Regions from separate parts of the Zea mays genome. Here all the other regions are linked to region 1. The links are chromatin contacts, called in public Hi-C maps. All regions are on one chromosome and are shown on one strand. Each heading gives the region's core, a stretch centred on a gene start, on an enhancer-like site or on the middle of the called end of the contact. The rest is flanking DNA. Distances are from core to core; before and after follow the strand shown. Region 1 holds the start of LOC103639049 (vacuolar protein sorting-associated protein 52 A). Region 2 holds the start of LOC100276042. Region 3 holds the start of LOC100382436 (Nuclear transport factor 2 (NTF2) family protein with RNA binding (RRM-RBD-RNP motifs) domain).

Region 1 (4,439 bases), core at 590-3,089:
TCCAAGAGACTAGCTAAATCATTTTGTAAAAGTAAATTTGGCTATTATTAGAAGGAAAAAATATTTTCACTATACTTTGTAAATGGCCCTTTCAAATTTAATAACTCTCTATCCCTATATATTTGTTCTTTATTTTTGGATAGCCTGATTTAGTATGTGTTTGGTTTGATGTCAAAGTAGTATGAGGCGGGGGCGGCATCGTCCACTCGATATTTTGGAAAACACGCCGCCACCAAAAATTGCTCTTGTGTTCACCTTATTTCCGTGTGACTCTCATCCAAACATCATAAAAATGTAGTTGTCTCCTTCCTTCCCTCATCTACATCCAACCAAACACACTTTTACTTTTCATACAGAGTTCTGAATTTATCGAGCATGTTGAACTAATCTACTCTTTTTAAAAAACATTTAGAGAATAACTAAATTAATCAATTTAGCTATTTTTTTGCTAATCGCCTAAAAAGTCTAATCCGACACATCTCAAAGTAATGGGAACCTCGAGGTGAACAGGCATGTCGCCTTGTGTCATTGAATCCTAGTGTTATTTTTCCTCGCCGATTACAATTATAGGACGCGAACATGAGACAGAGGGCATGTTTGTAAGTTTTTTTTTTTTTGAGAATCTAGATTCCTCGAGAATATGGATAAGACAGAGGCCACATTTGGTTCATTTTTTCGAACAAGTTTTCCTGAGAATCTGGATTCCCGAAGAATATGGTTATGCGGAGAATCTGGATATCATGAGGCTTATATGCGGAGGAAGATGAAAACATCCACAGGATTTAGGATTTAGAAAGTGAAGAAACTTAGACTCGTCGGTTTCTAGATCCTGAACCCTTTGCACCGCTTTATCTTCCTCCGCATGTAATCCCCACGATATTTAGATTATTTCCACAACCAGATTCTCAGAAAAGCTGGTAAAAATATTGAACCACGCATACCCATATGTTCTAGGCTTCTAGCATGATCAGTTTATATTTTTCGCAGACATACACTTTGGATATACCGTATGTAGAATTACTTGTTTTCACTCATACAGAGCAAACCTACATGATCTTAAAATTCTCTAGAAGCCTGGCATATAGCTCTTCTAGTTTTCTAACAAATGGTATTAACATTATTCAAGAGGTATTTCATATTATCAATTGGTATCATTCAATTTAATACATGTCAAAGTTTAAAATATAGATGACTTGCTCCTAAATATCACCTATGAGTAATGCTCACACTCATGTGATATTATCCTATAAGTTGTATCCTGAAATTAAAAGTTCCAAGTACATGTCTCATACAAGTATTCAAAACTTGTATGCACACTTTTAGAGAAAAGTCACTCTGTAAGTTAGTATCTTTGAGACTAACACTGGGGAGATGCGCATCCAGTGATACGAGGTTACCTAAACAATTAGGTCTAACCTAGACACAACATGAAACGAAAAAAATCGACGGATCAACCACCGAAGACCGCAATGCACAACAGATCTTCATCTTTCTCTGGAGAATCTAAGCCGCAACATACTCCGAAGAATCTAATGCGTACAGCCGCAACAGACGCATTCACGGTCCCTAGGGAGGGGATACCCTGCGGATCGACGACGGTGAGTCACAAAATTCAACAGATCCGCGTCTACCGACAAGCAGCGGACGCTCGGAAGCCAGAAATGGACGCGGATCTCAACCTTGCGGCTAGATTCGGGCGCTTACGGCGCAAATCAGGACATGGAAGCGAGACAACGAACCGAGGGTTGAGCGGGCAAAGGAAAGGGCCTTACCGAGAGGCAGCGGCGAGGAGATGGAGGGCGACCGGCGGCGAGGTCGGTGGGACTGCGGCTGCTCCGGATCTCTCTCGCTTCTGCGCTCGAAAATGGAGAACTGCGGCTGGTTTTGTATTGAAGAGGGATCGGTGGTCCCAGTACCCGGGGACGGATGGGCCCAACACCTCCAGCAGGCCGTCCGATCTCGCCACTGACGGTGGAGATGGCCCCGGGCGCCCGCGTCAAGGAGACGCTCGATACTCGGAAACGCATAATGGTTTTCCTTTTTCGTTTTCGAAAAAAATTGTTACCGCTTCATGGGTGCAACAACAGATACAAAGAAGCTGAGATCTCCAGACATGAAAATAATCAAACAGTTCAGACTGAGCATATTGGCTATGCTACGATGGCAAATTTTGTCTACAAATTAAACATCTTATTAACAGTGTAAGAACTTCTGGATATATGCACCCTGTAGCACAATAACTGAGTTAAGCTCCCACTACCATGATTGAGCCATTTATGAACTTCAAAATTCTAAACATTATGGCTCTGTTTGGTTCCTTTAGTCACTAGATTAAATTTTAATGACTAAAGTTTAGTCGCTAAAGTACTCTGTTTGGTTCCAGTGACTAAACCGGACTAATGAGCATTAATTGCTGTGAATAATGACTGTTTTACCTCTATTAATTAATGGATGTTTGCTATAAGAAGAAAGTTGAGAGGGCAAATAAGGTAAAAATATTACTTTAGTCCCTTTTAGTCACCCCTTGGTGACTAAAGAACTAAAGTTTAGTCACCACATTTTAGTCACCATGTTTGTTTCTTTAGGGACTAAAAGTAACTAAAATTTAGTCACTAAATTTTAGTCACCCCTAACCAAACGGGGCCTATGTCATCATCTGAATGGAAGTGCTAATAACTTCGCCTTCAAAATGTTTATTCGTTCACCCAGAGCAAACACTGAAGGACGGGTTTTCATAGGTTCTTTTCCAATGGAGAAAATGAAGCCTGTGCTTCTGGTTTCAACACCAAGCAAATCAGTGGAAGTTGCTATGTCCATCTGTAGTTTCTCCTATGCTTGTATGTAAGCCCGGAAATGTGCACTTACACCTGAAAATTGGTAGGAATAGCAAAAAAAACTAAAAATCGTCAAACAACTAATTAAAAAACGTCAAATAACTAAAGTTGGTCACACACACGTCTAGATCTTTTATTGTTATCTTTTCTGCTACATAGTAGCAGATTTACAAAGTGAAATTAGAACAACATTGACATATATGAAGGTTAGTGCCAGAAAACTAAACAAATCTGTACAACATATTAAGAGAGCAAGAGTAGTCTGCCTCCCTCGTTCTGCCGTTCTGCCATCCATGTATCTGGACCGTCCATATCGCATCGTGTGTCTGCATCTCCCACGCTCCATCCTTCTCCACCGCGCGACCACCCAATCCCTAACCTCCCCCCGCACGTTCCTCTCTGCCACGTTGCTCGCCCCTTGCCTCCACCGCCGACGCGACCTCTCTCCGCCTCCCCTCCTCCCTTTGCCTCCACCGCCCCTCCCCCAACGTCATCGCCACCGCCGCGCCACTCGCTCCCACGGGATCCAGATCCGGTGGCTGCCTCCATCGTCGTCCATCGCGGGTCGCGCGGCCGAGGTGGAGGTGAGGACTGAGGAGAACTTCCCTTCCCGTCTATTCGGTTTCTCTTCTCGTTGACTCTGCTCTGTTCGTTCGACAACCAGGCGGGAACCAGAAGGCGCGGGTTCTGTTGGGCGGCCGCCAGGACTTCTTCTACTCGGCGCTCCCTTCGGTTTCCCTTCCCACCGCCGCGCCACTCGCTCCCGCGGGATCCAGATCCGGTGGACGTAGCTCTGGGGCCTCGACGCAGACAGCCTGGGATCGAGATGCTCCACCAATGGGGGATCGAGAGGACGACCGCTCCCCACTGGCGCAGCCCAAGCCCAAGCACTGGAGATCCGTCCGCTCCTCTCCTGACCGCGGGATGGGCATTATGAGCTTCGTACCTGAGGAAGCAGGGCGGGCATTGAGGTCGGTGGCTTCCTAGGGTTTGCCCCCAAGCGTCGTGCCATGGTGAGTGTCTGTCTTCTCAACCCATGATGATTTTCTGCTAAAATGTAACTGGTGGTAGTGTATAGCTTAAACCAGTTTCTTTGTCCTTATGTCTCATCCCATTCGTGTTTGTGCTTGCGTGTAGTGAGTTCATGCAGGGAGCAGGTCGGTGAATAGCAATTCCTTGGCTTTTCTTCTAACCGGTAATTTATTCGCATATCTATTACCAATATTGTTGAGCTGGTAAAGATTATTCTTTGTGTTTCTTCTTGGGCAGTTCTTGTTTTGTTCAAGGTACTGAACTGACACCAGATGTCTCCCACCGCAAAGAATTGTTCAAAAAATTCATACGATTATGTTTTGGTACACAAATTATCCGATACAATATTAGTGCACAACAATTACATGAAAACAAACAATATCTCACAAATTCAAGTGGAGTTATTCTAAGCCCATATGTCGCAACTATCCATTATGACCACCTGATGGATACGGACCAAGCAGTTTGCGTCGCTAACTTGTTTCTGTTATCCTTAACCTAAGTGACATGGAGCTTGTATATTTTCAATAGGCACAAGTTAAACCTTATTCAGTTTTGAACCGAAGGCAGATT
Region 2 (4,439 bases), core at 828-3,327, 220 kb after region 1:
CACTCCATCCTTCACAATATTCTGGCACTAGGTCTATGAGGAGGTTGTTCTTTTGAGCAGAGATTATCATTTTTTTAAAAAAAATATCTATATTAAATAAAAAGGGAAAGTGGATCTTATTATCTTACCCCTTTTCTAAATTTTGAAGTAGGGACCATAGATGTTCTAGACTTTCACACTAAGGGTTCCCGAGATCATCAGTTCATCACCAAATTGATTCACTCACACAAATGCTTGTGAGAACCTCTTTGTTCAAGACAAGAGAAAAGGAAATCCCAAATAAGTTTATCATAGGCTTTCTCAAAGTCCACTTTGAGCACTAGACCATCTTTCTTTTCACTCTAGTGTTATGCATGATTTCATGCATAGCCATTATTCTATCCAAAATAAACTGGTTATACGTCTATGATGAGACTCGCTTTGTCATCGCTACACAAACAAAGAACTCCAACTTGATCCAACATGATAAAAAAAGTTGGACCACCATGATAAAACACAGTAAAAACAAATCACTTTACTAAATAAGTTTAGAAGTGTCACCTTCACCACCAGCAGCAGCAGCACCAACAGAAAATTTTAGTCCCAAGCAAGTTGGGACAGGATAGAGTTAAAACCCAACAAAATCCACAAATCAAGGTTCGGGCACATGGATAGCATATAGTCGTTTTCCACAAGTCAAGTGTCACCTTCACCATCCAAAGAAAATTAAATCCACTGAAACAGCTGGTCATCTCGTTACAGTATAACCTAGTGAACTTTGCCACTGTTTGTTTCAGCTTTTTGGAGCTTCTGGCCACCAAAAGCTGCTGCGGACTGCCAAACGCTTAGCTTTTCAGTCAGCTTATATAAAATTCGTTTGGGTAAAAATCATTTAAAATCAACATAAACATATAATCGGTTGAGTCGTTGCAATAGTAGGAATCCATCACTTTCTAGATCCTGAGTCTTATGGACACCTTTATCTTCCTCCGCACGTAATCCTAATGATACTCAGATTCTCTATACAGCCAGATTCTCCGCACAGCTAGATTTTCAGAAAAGCTGGTCAGAAAAAAGTTGAACCAAACAAGCCCTTTGAAGGGTTATTCAACATGGCATTCACAAGGGTCAATGTCTGCAACTAAAAAAAGCAATGCAAGAACAAATGGGCACGAAGGGTCTGTTTGGTTGCAAGCTCAGCCGTCCGATTTCCTGTGCCTGGGTGCAGATGAATGTCTGGCTCCTGAGTTGCATTGCATGGCAGGACATGAACCAAAAAGGCCAAATCCTTTGTTCAGAAGGCTATGCTGTGTCTGGTCCATCCTCCATGCACCTTTGGAGGGCCTCTCTGGAATATTATTGTTCAAGTGCGTGCGGCCGGACTACTGCATATCAATTTTTGGAAACTTTTTTATAGACTTCTAGGGACCCTCTATGTAGTTGTAACAGAGTGTAGAAATTTTCCTAGACATGGCAATTAATATGCTAATGAACCTGTTAAGAAAAATGGGGTACCTATCCTCAATTTGGTCGGTCTGGGAGGAACTACTCACCAATCAATCGGACCCGCTCGATTCCAGAGCCAAACGACACTATGCACATCGATCGATTACCCTCTGTAGTCTCCTCCGTGCGCCGTTGTATTGTACCATATACTTTCATGTAGCAGGTGCTGCCTCAGCTAAAGATCGGATAGACTGGCCCCACTTCCCCCCTCGATCCCCCCACGAACCGGACCTACCAATTTCGCAACTTCGCTCAAAACACAACCTGAGTCCATCACGAGATCTCTCAGCGTTTACCTCCGTGATGACGGAGACCGCATCATCCTCGATCAAGCCCGCGACATCAGGGCCCCCCGCCATCTCTTCTGGGACCGAACTCCAGCCGCCCTGCCGACTGCCGAGATACCTCCACGCCTGTGCCGCACCTCAGGGATTACGTGGATGGAGCACCAAGGCGCGCCGCGATGCAGAGGCACGAGGGCCGCGGCGATGGCTGCCTGGTTGGCACTGATACGCGTTACGAGAGGAAAGATGCGACGCGAGGGGATAGGATAGGTAGTTCGGTACGCTAGATAGAGTGAAAAACTATCTTACTTAGGGGGTGTTTGGTTTCTAAGGACTAATTTTTAGTCCCTAGATTTTATTCAAATTTAGTTACAAAATTATCAAATATAGAAACTATAACTCTATTTTAGTTTCTATATTTGTCAATTTATATATTAAAATGGAACAAATTGAAGGGACTAAACATTAGTCCCTAGAAACCAAACACCCCCTTACTTAAAATGGTACGATCATTCACTCTTCACCTTATAGAGCTGATTTGGTGGTTAGGGATCCCTAAGGGATCCATGGGGGAGGAATCCCCTCGCAATTCAATTTTGAATAGCAAGAGGATTTCTTCCCCTCGGGATCCCCGGTCACCAAATCAGCCCATACGGGTATAGATATAACAAACGTAGCCATGTTACAACCGTACATTGTACTGTACAACAATATAAGCGACACATAGTTTTACTCGTTAAAAATGCATTTATACATACTATAATTAAACTCTGTATTGCCTAGAGAAGCACTACTCAGCTCATATATGCATACTCTAGCTCATATAGGTATAATAGACTTTAGTGCGAGCATGAGAAAAAATGAAGAGAATGTGAGTGACTCAACCTTCCTGCTCATTTTGTGCGAGGTGACTAGTTGAGGGATTAAATGACTAAAGTTTAGTCTCTATCCTATTTGGTTGCAGAGACTAGACATATTTAAAACATATTAAATGACTTATAAAAAGACTAAAATATTTCTTAACATTCTTTTGCTACTAGTGCAATTGAAAAAATAGAGGTAAAGGATAAAATTAATATGGTTGAATCCTTTTTAGTCACACTTTGAGGGATTAGTGACTAAAACAGTTTAGTTCTTGTTTTAGTTCCACCGTTTTAACTATTTAGGGAGAGACTAAAATAAAGAGATTAATATTTAGTCCCTCAAACCAAAACCAAATGGGTCTAACGCCACTCTATTCTCTATTGCTATAATTCTGCATAAAGACGTTATGTCACATCTACGAGCGAGCGTTGTTTGATTTTTATTGCTTAGCAATTTGATGCGTTTGATTATTAAATATATAATTTGAACCACCGGCTAACACTTAAGTAGAATAACTTGTGCTTAGCAGTTTTGTCTTATGTAGTTTTATTTTTAATAATGAAGCTATTACTTCTAAAATTTAAAAAAAAAATAGGACAAACATAATATCTAATTGTCAATTTTTTTGAAGAATTTTATAACTTTTAGATACCACTACATGACAAAAAACAGAAAAAGATAAAACTGTATCATTTAAATCAGTATCATGTCATCAAAACCATCAAAAAATTATTTTTTTGTTATTTTTTTGGTTTTATAAAATGAGGAGGTTAAACAATCAATTTTAAAGATGGGGTGATGAAGTAGACTACCCTCTAAAAGTTCGAGAGGTTATATAGAGCTTTTCCATTTAATATGGGCTATATATTTGTTTTGATATATTTATTTTTTATGGGTATTTTTTTGTAGGGAGACTACATCAAAGATTAGACTATCTTCAGCAACTTATACATTCTATTTTTTTTTATCACATATCATATGTGTTTTAAGTATGTGTTTTAAGTGACTATATATAAGTAACTTACGGGTCATGGTCTTTCCAGACCCTCACATGTCGCTCATCCGTTACACTGTTAGTATGACCTAACCTACTCCTACCAATATGATTTTGTCGCTCATCCGTTACACTGTTAGTAGGACCTAACCTACTCCAACCAATATGATTTTTGTTGTCTCAACACAAAAGTATTATACTAGTTTCTTAGTAAGCTTGTGTGGCAGGCCTATAAGACAGGAAAGGTAGAGGCGTACATCACATGAGAAATCTTTAAGTAGAAGCACCGAGTGTTCTGCAGTCGATCAGGTGGTGTGCAAGAAGCAGAAAAAAGAGACATAATTAAGTCAGGGAGCAAACTTGCACATTTATGATCGAGAAAACTTTGGCATCAGCAGTGCTACAAATTGTTCTGCCCATCAGTCAAAAATTATAACCCAGATCCTTTTCAAGAGATTACCTGGGTTTGGAGGCCAGCGGCCTTGACCATCAGTTTTGAAGACTACAGGATTTGCACTGGTTGCATCACTGTCGGTCACATGCGAATGCTCCAGGTGCCCTAATGCTGCTACTACACAAAACAAGCCAAAGATCTCATGACTGCTAATTTCATCTTCAAGAGGATCCTGATGACTCCTTTCTGGCTTACTAGTATACTGGACGGCTACACGGTAATCCTATCTACTGCGTGGGATCACACAAAAAAGAAAGACTTCTGCTTCCAACCCACGGAACCCGCGGCTACATTTCATAATGGTCCTTCCTAGGAACAGCATCAAGGTAATTCTTGAGCAACCTTTGATCCATGATCA
Region 3 (4,439 bases), core at 970-3,469, 190 kb after region 1:
GGTCGAGGTGGTCGACGCTCCACAACAACCTTGCTACAGCATGGAGGCTGTAACACAAACAAAAGGACATGAATCAAAACTATAGTACTGAAACAACCATGCCATCAAATTAAAACTTTTAACCACCCCCATGTCAAGCAAACATCATTTACATTTTACAACTTTCTAACAAAACATAATATAATCTGTGCAACTGCTGCCCATATATTTTGAATTAGAAGAAGGGGAAAAGGTGCAAACAACATCCAAGCTAAAACTAAAATTGGAGCTAGAAAAGAGTTCATGTTATTGCATAAGTAAATTCTGAAAAAAGAAAATCAGATTTCTGGAAGCATGAGCTCGATATCAATTTGGCGAAGAGGCATGCCTCGCACTGGGAGCAGGCGAGGCATTTCGGCTCGAAATCAACAGGGAAGCCCAAGTAACCCATGGAACCTATCGAACGTGATGTGCGCCACATGCTGCACGTCCATGGGCAACCCAATCTCCATCTCATAGCTGTCATCTTCGCCTTCACCACTGCCCACCGGCCTGCACCCAAGCAACGAATTTCGCCTGAATATGTGAGTCGAGCACGGCGTCGAGGGCCGGAACGTGACGCGCGGCCTTCGGCTCGATGGGGCTTCTTTCGTGCATGAGCGGCAAGAGCGAGGCCGCCGCTTCTGATCCTGGGCCTCGCGGCGAGGGGGGCGGACCTATGCGGGGTCGGTTGCAGTGTGTGGGGGGGAAGAAGGGGTGCAGTCGCGGACCTGCGGTGCGGGTGGCACGCGAACGCGTCGGGCTGGACGTCGAGTGGCGCCCCAGCTTTAGCGGCGCCTACAGCAAAACAGCCATCCACCAGCTCTGTGTCGGGCGCCGCTGCCTCATCTTCCAGCTTCTTCACGCCGACTACGTCCCCAACACGCTGGATGAGTTCCTCAGCGACCCGGACTACACATTCGTCGGTGTGGGCTCGAGAACGACTACGACCTGGAGGTGGCGAACGCGGGGGACCTGGCCGAACTCGTGGCGAAGGAGATGGGGCGCCCGGACCTCCGCAACGCGGGCCTGCAGGGCATCGCGAGAGCCGTCATGGACGCCCACGTCGAGAAGCCGCAGCGGGCTGGAGGTGGCGAACGCGGAGGACCTGGCCGAACTCGCGGCGAAGGAGATGGGGCGCCCGGACCTGGCCGAACTCGCGGCGAAGGAGATGGGGCGCCCGGACCTCCGCAACACGGGCCTGTAGGGCATCGCGAGAGCCGTCATGGATGCCCACGTCGAGAAGCCGCAACGGGTGAGGACGGCCCCCTCGGACGCGTCATCCCTCTCCGACGAGCAGATCGAGTAGGGTTCGCGCAGGGGTGAGGTGTGAACGCCCTCCTCAGCTTCTTGCGCAGGCGGCGGCGGCGGGGTTCGCGAGGGCTGGCTTGCGGGCGTGAGATCGATTCGGTAGCGGAGGTTTCGCGGCGTGCGGGCTTGAGGGGTGCGAGATTCGCGGCGGATGCGGAGGACAGGCGGGCGTGCGGAGGTTTCGCGCGGGGCTGTGCGTTGGGCAGGGGCGGGGGCAGTCTACAATGGCTTCTTAATAGTTGTAGAGATTGTAGACCGTCAAACGCTCCAGTTTTTTAGTTAACTTCTATAAGAATCACTTTGGTAAAAACCATAAAAAATAAACATGAATACAAAATCGGTCGAATTATCACGATAGTAGGAATCCGTCGCTTTCTAGATCTTAAACCCTTTAGACCACTTTATCTTTCTCTGCACGTAATCTCCACGATACTCAAATTCTTTCCATAACTAGATTCTCTTCACAGTTAAATTCTCAGAAAAACTGGTCAGAAGAAAGATAAAACAGACCCATCACATGGGCGAGTCATTAGGCTCCCGGCGGAGCACATGGTCATAACATTTTTTAAGTTATCTTTTGATATCTAATATTTATTTTTAAGGGATAGTTTGGAAACCCTAATTTTTAAGAAATTTTTAAATTTCTAAAAAATAATTTATTTTCACTTTATAAAATAGAAATCCTTTAAAAAAAATAAAGTTTCTAAACTAACTCTAAAACAAAGTATCCAGCATACAATAAATTATGTGATGATCTATCAAAATGTTAACAAAATAAAAATAAAAAATAATAGTACGGACTTTTATTTGTGGCCCAAGCCTATAAATTCAGCACAAACTCAAGTCAAGTCCCACGAGACCACACGTTTCTTTACCCTAACCTTTTCACCGCTCGAGCCAAGGGACACAGCCGCCGCCGTTTCTTCATCTCCCATCTTCATAGTCGCGCTAGGCACACAGGCGTCGGCGGCGGCGCTCAGGCTCGGGATCTCAGCTACAGCGTCAGCGGCTTCCTCTCCCGCCTCTCGCCAGTCGTCTCGCGCCCTCGCTTCCGATCCTCCGCACACCGGCCGGTGACCCTGCGTGCGTGCCTCTCTCTCTCTCCTCCCGCCACCGGTGGATTATCAACGGCGCTCGGCCCCGGCGGTTGCGCCGCGCGCGGTCTGAGGGCAGCGGGAGCTAGCAGCCGCTGCTCCACCAAGGCGGTCGCGCCGCTTTGGGAGCGGTTATGCCAAGCGTTACCCGTCCTCTTAGCGCTGAAGCGTGCGCTTAGTGCCGCTTTTCGGACCCTGGTTCTTTCCCTCAGTTGTTTTTTAATTCCTTTTTTATCCTTATTTGTCCACTTCTACAAGATGCATTTGTGCTTGTGGTTCTTGTGAGGAATAACTATTGTGCAACGCATTAATTTGTTTATTCTCCTTCAGAAATGGCAGGGCAAGCAGGGAACCCAGTAAACCACCCTATAAGTCCCCACGTGGTAATCTATATTCTCATGTGTCCTGTGTTTCAATTCATTGCATGAGATCCTTACAAATATTGCTGGATGTTATTTTTGTTGTTTATAGATAAGTGGCGCTTTCGTTCAGCAATATTACCACATTTTACACGAACAACCAGATCAAGTGCACAAGTTTTACCAAGATTCAAGTATTCTTGGTCGACCAGATTCCAATGGAATTATGGCATATGTAACCACTATGCGTGTAAGTTCACATATGGAGATTTATGGTCTTATTCATACAATAGGCGTGTTATCTGAAGTTGAGATTAACTCTTGGAACCACTTTTTTTTCTGTGCAGGATATTAATGAAAAAATCATGTCTATGGACTTCAGGAACTGCTTAACAGAGATAGAGACTGCAGATGCACAATTATCTCACAAGGATGGGGTGCTCATTGTTGTTACTGGTTCCTTGACTTCGGATGAAGGCGTTTTCCGTAGGTTTACCCAGTCATTCTTCCTAGCACCACAAGAAAGTGGTGGCTATTTTGTTCTCACTGATGTATTTAGATTTATTTCGGAAAGGAAACCAGCTGAGATAAATCAAGTTGCTACTCAAGAAAATGAAATCAGTCAGAATGTTAGACCTGCATCTGAAACATGTTCAGCACTACCAGAACCTATTCCAGCTGATGGGAGTGTGATCTCAGACCATGTGACAGCTGATAGTAATGTCACGGAGAAGCAAATAAGTGATCTTTCTGCTAATGGGACTGCCATTGAAAGTAATGATAATACCCAGCCACCTGTGCAAGTGCCCAAAGAGGATCCAAAGAAGGCCCTACTTGTTGCTCCTCCCCCTCCAACTCAGATGGATGTTACTAAGAAATCTTATGCATCCATTGTGAGTCATTTAACATTCTGTTTGATTTATTGTTTTACAAAGCTTTCTGCTTTATTAGCTCACATGCCTCATGATTATGTTCTTAGTTTACTGTAGAAGTGATCTGGTTGATATCACTATACAGATTTTTAGTTTGCTTATTAATTATGTACCTATGACGGCTTGCTTCACAGGTCAAGGTCATGAAGGAGGGCCCACCAACTCCAGTTGTCAAAACAACATCGTCAGTTTCCAAACAGAAGCCAGCTCCTAAACCAGTGTCCACGGCTGTCGAAGGCCTAGAGAAACCATCTGAGAAACCTACCCAGGCTATTGGAACCGGTGATGGGATTGTTGCCCAAAACAACTCTTCTCGCAATGGTTTGTTTGGTTTCCTATTATTATTATTTCTTTTAGCATTATTAGCAATCTTGTCACTGTATTGACTTACCCTGCAGAGCAAGGCTATTCAATTTTCATCAAGAATTTGCCTTTCCATGCCAATATTGAAATGGTTGAGGAGGAATTTAAGAAATTTGGTACTATAAAGCCAGGTGGTGTTCAAGTCCGGCACAATAAGGTTAGGGATTTTGGTTTTGGGTTCTTCTATCTGTGATATTTGGTTTATTCATATCACATTGGTACAGGTTGATCGATTTGGTTTTGGTTTTGTTGAGTACGAGTCCCAGCAGTCTATGCAAGCAGCAATTGAGGTTAGTCTTTTATTATTTATTCTTTCAGTCACTGATACTCTGTAGGTGTAGTAATTAGTTTCCTTTCTGGAT

Evidence for each region. A called contact is a pair of places that touch in the nucleus more often than the background predicts.
Region 2: a Hi-C map of leaf shows a contact between it and region 1, with 8 times the contacts expected there. The contact joins the promoter of LOC100276042 here to the promoter of LOC103639049 in region 1. A contact is called at or near these places in 6 of 25 Hi-C or Micro-C datasets (bundle sheath, ear, leaf and 1 more) and 1 of 3 datasets of contacts at active chromatin or transcription factors (seedling).
Region 3: a contact with region 1 is called in a Hi-C map of tassel, with 2.0 times the contacts expected there. The contact joins the promoter of LOC100382436 here to the promoter of LOC103639049 in region 1. A contact is called at or near these places in 2 of 25 Hi-C or Micro-C datasets (endosperm and tassel).

What each region holds. Positions count from the first base shown.
Region 1 is chr9:129,110,181-129,114,619 of Zm-B73-REFERENCE-NAM-5.0, forward strand. LOC103639049 (vacuolar protein sorting-associated protein 52 A) reads right to left here and starts at 1,840. Exons shown (of 20, transcript NM_001358890.1): 1 at 1,773-1,840.
Region 2 is chr9:129,333,419-129,337,857 of Zm-B73-REFERENCE-NAM-5.0, forward strand. It overlaps LOC100276042, which reads right to left and starts at 2,078. Exons shown (of 4, transcript NM_001412696.1): 1 at 1,782-2,078. The coding sequence starts at 1,844. LOC100382287 (SPFH/Band 7/PHB domain-containing membrane-associated protein family) reads right to left here. Exons shown (of 9, transcript NM_001175037.1): 9 at 3,972-4,439. The coding sequence ends at 4,369.
Region 3 is chr9:129,296,746-129,301,184 of Zm-B73-REFERENCE-NAM-5.0, forward strand. LOC100382436 (Nuclear transport factor 2 (NTF2) family protein with RNA binding (RRM-RBD-RNP motifs) domain) reads left to right here and starts at 2,220. Exons shown (of 9, transcript NM_001175178.1): 1 at 2,220-2,412; 2 at 2,754-2,806; 3 at 2,895-3,032; 4 at 3,130-3,675; 5 at 3,849-4,035; 6 at 4,113-4,234; 7 at 4,302-4,367. The coding sequence starts at 2,756. It also overlaps the pseudogene LOC103640277.